2 separate regions of the Ovis aries genome follow, and region 2 is linked to region 1. Evidence: chromatin contacts called from public Hi-C data. All regions are on one chromosome and are shown on one strand. Each heading gives the region's core, a stretch centred on a gene start, on an enhancer-like site or on the middle of the called end of the contact. The rest is flanking DNA. Distances are from core to core; before and after follow the strand shown.

Region 1 (2,759 bases), core at 177-2,676:
TTGAATATACATATTCTGGATATTTCACAGAAACAGAATCACACAGTGTGTGGCCCTGTGTGCTGCTGTGCTTTCCCTGGTGGCTCAGATGGTAAACAATCTGCCCACAATGCAGGAAACCCCAGTTCAATCCCTGGGTCTGGAAGATCCCCTGGAGAAGGGAATGCCAGCCCTGTCTAGTATTCCTGGGGCTGCCCTGGTGGCTCACACAGTAAAGAATCTGGCTGCAATGCGGGAAACCCTGGTTTGACCCCTGGACTGGGAAGATCCCCTGGAGAAGGACATGGCAACCCACTCCAGGAGTCTTTTTGTACCTATCCCAATTTTTAAATGCCAGAAAAGCCGGAGGGGTTGGAGAACACCTGTAACCTCACCACACAGATCCTACCAGTAACCATCTCCGGGATTTGCTTTATTGATTATCTGTCCGTCAGTGTGGGCAAAATTTACAGGATATGTCGGTCCCTATGACTTTTTTTGTGTACTTAAAAAAACTTGTCTGTGGTAAGTGTCCAAATTTTAAGATTTCACGCTTGTGAGTTTTCGCATCAATCGGTACCCATGGAACCTTTACTCAGGTCAAATCAAAGGACGTTTCCCGAAAGGTCCTGGGGGACCTTCACAATCAATGTCACCCCCCACCCCCGAGGTAACCACAGCGCTGACCTGTCCTCATTGATCAGTCTTGCCCGACTGTGGACTCTTGAACTCCCTCGTGGCATCTTTTGGCTGGATATTCTCTCTCATTTTGGCTGGACACGTTTTGCATTCCCACAGAGTCCCTGCACCTGTGGGAATTAGGAGATGATTAATTTACTTCCTCCTTTTGCAAAATTAATCTTTGACATGGTAATTGCCCAGCAGAGCTTCAGATCAACTGGTGATGATGGAACCGATAAAATTCCACCCAAGCCAAGAACCATGATGTTGTAACTTTTTAACCAGCCAGACCTACCTGCAGTGGGGCAATGGTCCAGCGACTTTGGCCTTCTGCCACAGGTGTCTCACCCCCAAAGCCCCTTAGGGAGCTGCCCCCACCCGTCGCTGCCCAGCCCTCCCAGAGTTGGCCCAGGAAAGACCTGGAATGTGGGCTGGATACCCTCTCTTCCTCCAAGAGGAAGCTGAGTCATTTTACACTATACCAGGCACCATACCACCTCCGTTCACTTCTTTTTCCTTTTTCCGTTCCTCCCTTTTGTGCTTTTTCTTTTTTTTAACAGCTTTATTGAGGCGGGTTTTACAGATCAGAAAATGCACCCTCTTCGAGCACACAGTGCAGTGATTTTTTTAGTAACGTCACCGAGGGGTGCAGCCATTTCCACAGGTCAGTTTCCAAACCTGTAATCCCTTTATAAGCTCCCCGAGGTCCATTGACTGTGGATTCCTGCTCCCATCTGGCCTCTTTTATGGATCTGCCGACTTGGGGCAGTCCCAAGGGGCGTGGCCTTCAGTGCCTGGCTCCTCTCACTTGCTGGTTTTGAGCTCATCCCCATCTGTACTCCCATCTTCAGGCGGCTGAGGGACAATTCCCTGGTCTCTTGGCTGCCTCTGCTGAAACATGGGTTTCTCTTACTGCCATTGCAGAGATGGGGACACTGACCCCCAGCTGGGGGTAGCAAACGGGCCTACGAGGTCCCTTATGTGACCCCCCGCCCCACCTGTGCTCAGTCCAGTCTCTGACTCGTACCCCCTCCGCTCCACCACAACAGGCCTGGCTCAGAGCCCATCTCGCTCCATGAAAGTCTACTAAGTGGATTAACAGGCTGTGTTTAACCTGCTGTTCCCTCTGCCAGTTCATCATTCTTCCCTAAATTATCAGAGACCCTGGGCTCATCAACCCTGAATATTCGTGGAAGGGTTGATGCTGAAGCTCTAATCCTTTGGCCATCTGACGAAAAGAGCCAGCTCTTTGGAAAAGACCCTGATGCTGGGAAAGATTGAGGGCAAAAGGAGAAGGGGGTGGCTGAGGATGAGATGGTTAGATAACATCACTGACTCAATGGACACGAGCAGACTCCAGAAGATAGTCAAGGACAGGGAAGCCTGGCATGCTGCAGTCCATGGGATTGCAAAGAGTCAGACATGACTTAGCGGCTGAACAGCAACAACTGGACTCATCATTGACTGAGCAATTGTACCTTCCAGACGTCCACCCACTCTGCTTATTCTCGCCGTTTCGCTGGCAACACCCCAGTACAGGCCACCCTCAGCTCTCTCCTGGGCCTTGTCATAACACCTGACCGTGCCCCTAGCTTGGACCCTCTCCCCTGAGGAGCCCCTGGAGGAGTCACCTTTAAGGATGGGTGGCACCGTGCCCTGTCCCACCCCCAGCTTCTTCCCCTGACCGTCCTTCCAGCCATCATTTCCTGCCACAGGACCTGCACACAGGCCACTCCCTCTGCCTCCAGCTCTCTTCCCCCTCTTCCTTCATTCTTAGCCTGCGTCACTGCCTCAGGGGCCTCCTTGAATCCCAGAGCCCGAGCTCAAGCAGGGCCCCACGTTCCACCCCTGCTGGGCTTCCTTGGTAAACGCCGACCTGTGCAAACTTTGTCATCTTTGTTCCCTGACCAGGGAGCGAACCCATCTCCCCCTGCAGTGGAAATGTGGGGTCCTAACCACTGGACTGCTAGGGGGTTCCTGAGGTTTATTTGTTGACAGGCCTTTCTGGGGGTCTCCCTCCTCCCTTGGTGGCACAGTGGTAAAGAATCTGCCTGCCAGTGCAAGAGATGCAAGAGCTGCAGGTTCTATGCCTGGGTCGG
Region 2 (2,726 bases), core at 69-2,568, 47 kb before region 1:
CAGCTTGGCCCCTGATATCCTTTTTCCTGTCAAAGGAGACTGAGATAACAGATGAGCTTCAACAAGGAAAAGGAAGACCTTGTCTTGCTCAGTGTGCAAGGCTCCTAGAAGTTGTGGCAAAAGATGGGATGGCAGAGGGGTCCTGGTTAGAAGCTGGACCCATCGGGTCAGCAGAGTAGCTCGTTAATTCCTTCTGATCTAGGGGTTTGGGGTTTCCTTCTCCTTCCCATCATGGCTGACCTCTTGGGGCCCTCTGACTGTCACACAAGGGGCCCCAGAGTCAGGGGTCACTCACCACCATGACCAGCTCGAATGGATGCTTGTAGACACGGACAGGAGACTGGTACTTCTGCACCATGTTTTCAAAGGACCAGCGGCAGGAGCCGGCCAGGCGGGAGTGGGCGCAGAGCCTGGGTGAGGGCGATGGTGAGGGAGCAGCTCCCTCCAGCTGAAGCAGGAGCCCCGGCCTCAGCTCCCCCTGGCCAGGGGCAGGCCCACTACCCCTCTGGACGCCCCCCCCAACACACACACACATCTCCCCAGCTCTCAAAGCAAGGGGGCCAGTGTGAGCCCCAAGTTACTTCCAGCCAGACCCCCAGCACTTGCCCCGCCCATTACCCAATTCCCCAGACCACACTCGATCCTCAAGAGCAATCAGTATCCCCCAAACTTTCCTCCCTTCTCGCCCCGTCATGCTGGGAGCCAGTAAACTCCCATAAAGCCACCCTGCTGGAAACACCCCCACGATTCATTCGCCCATGCACCCCGCAAGAATCATTGCACTTGCGCTCCCATTTTCCTCCAAGATCCCCTAACATACACACACAGTCTTCACCAGATTTCCCACGCACTGGCTCTGCCACACAAGCACACACATGCACGACTCCCCTCCCACACGAGAGAGCCCTTGCACACGAACTCAACTTTGCACACACACCCAGCTCTGCAAGCACAGTTCCCTAGATGCGCACAGACATTGACACACATGCACACACACAGATGCAAACGCACGCACGCATGCACACCCAAGCCCCCCAAAAGTCCAACTCACCCTCGCCCTCGGAGTCTCCGGGGACGTAGACCCAGGGCTGAGCGAAGCTGAGCCCGCGGGAGTCCTCCGTGGCCTCCTGGCCCAGAGCGCAGCACTTAGGGCGGGGCGCAGCACCGCGATCGCCAGAGAAGTCCGAGCCAGCGATCGCTGATCCCGGGCTGTCGGGTCTTGCACATCCTGCACCCTCCGAGTTGGTCTGGGAGGGGACGGCTGGGCGGGAGCGCTCCAGGACCCAGGACAGCGAAGATCCCAGCCTGGCCTGGCTCCACCCCCGCCCCACCCCCGCCCCACCCCCCGACTCTGCCCCGGCCCCGCCCAGATTTACCTCCGGACAGGCCCCGCCCCAAACTGGCTCCACCCCGTCTTAGCTCCGCCCTTCACTTTACACAGCCTTCTTTAACCGCGCCTCCACCTCGGCCCTGCCTCCATACTGGCCACGCCTCTTGCAGACCCCGCCTCCACCGGGTCCCGCCCCTAAAGCACCCAGCCTCGGGGGTGGCTCAGCCCCAAGGAGACCCCGCCCCAAGGCTCTAACCCCAGTCTCACTCTGCCCCCAGTCTAACCCTTGCCCCTCCCAGCCCGGCTTGCCCCGGCTCAGTTCACGTTTGGCCAGTTCCCTAACGGGCAACCCCCTCCTCCTGGGCTCTGAGCCCAGTCCCTCCACTAGCCACACCCCAGAGCCCTCCTGACCCCGCCGGGGATCTTTCATTCACTTTGCCCGCTTTACAGAGCGCCTGCTGAGTGTCAGGACTTGCCAGGCGCTGGAGAGTTCTCAGTGAACAAAACAGGTAAAAAGTCCTCGCCCTCGTGGAGTTTACCTCTCAGTGAGGGAGTGTGTGCGTGTGCATGCTAAGTCGCTTCAGTCGTGACCAACTCTGCACTCCATGCACTGTAGCCCACCAGGCTCCTCTGTCCATGGGATTCTCCAGGCAAGAAATACTGCGGTAGAGTGCTGTTTTTCCTCATTCAGGGAGTCTTCCTGACCCAGGGATCGAACCCGCCTCTCTTATGTCTCCTGCATTGGCAGGCGGGTTCTTTACTGCTACTGCCACCTGAGAGGGAGAGAGACATTAAATAAATAAGACAAATACAACACTGTGTGTGATGGGGGGAAATGCCAACGTGAAAAAAATAACCAGGGAAGGGATTCAAGGAGCCAGCAGAGTGAGGGTACAATTTAACACACGGTGGACTGGTAGAGTGAAGCCATCATTCATTTTCATTTTGGCTCGCACGCAAACCCTTCTGGCCTTTGCAGGATGCAGGAGACCCAGCATCCTTCCATAGTTCCCCCCTTCCTCTCCCTCTCTGTTTGGCTTGGGGGAGCCAAGAGGCTGGCTCTAGACAGCCTTGTCATCCGTGTATTCATTCATTTGACAGGTACTGAGCACCTACTGTGTGCCAGCACTGTGACTTTATCCATTTGCAAGAGGGAATCGGACAGGCTCACCTGCTCCTGCATGACCCAGAGTCCTAGGCAGGGAGAGGGTGTACTGAGAGACAGCGCTCTATTTAGCAAACGTATCGTTGCCCTTTGTGATAATCAGCCCCTAGCTTCCTTCCTATCTTGCGTCACACTCTGTAATCATCTTATTTACTTATTCATTTTATCTCTTTGTAGCTCTGACCCAGGAGACTGTGAGCTCCACAAGGGCAGAGACCTTATCTATCTTAT

What was found. Hi-C and Micro-C count contacts between places; a contact is called where the count stands out from the background.
Region 2: a contact with region 1 is called in a Hi-C map of liver, with 5 times the contacts expected there. The contact joins the promoter of SEC14L5 here to the enhancer-like site in region 1. A contact is called at or near these places in 2 of 16 Hi-C or Micro-C datasets (liver and mixed tissues).

The regions. Positions count from the first base shown.
Region 1 is chr24:4,537,823-4,540,581 of ARS-UI_Ramb_v3.0, reverse strand. All of the region lies in intron 2 of PPL (periplakin), which reads left to right. Among named protein-coding and RNA genes, the nearest start is that of PPL, 27 kb to the left of the region's middle. Within about 2 kb of position 1,426, at least 5 of the 54 cell types and tissues checked have an H3K27ac peak or open chromatin away from gene starts, as enhancers often do. A contact at or near this core is called in liver, where this site is marked.
Region 2 is chr24:4,585,199-4,587,924 of ARS-UI_Ramb_v3.0, reverse strand. SEC14L5 (SEC14 like lipid binding 5) reads right to left here and starts at 1,318. Exons shown (of 16, transcript XM_042239950.2): 1 at 1,052-1,318; 2 at 296-410. The coding sequence starts at 358.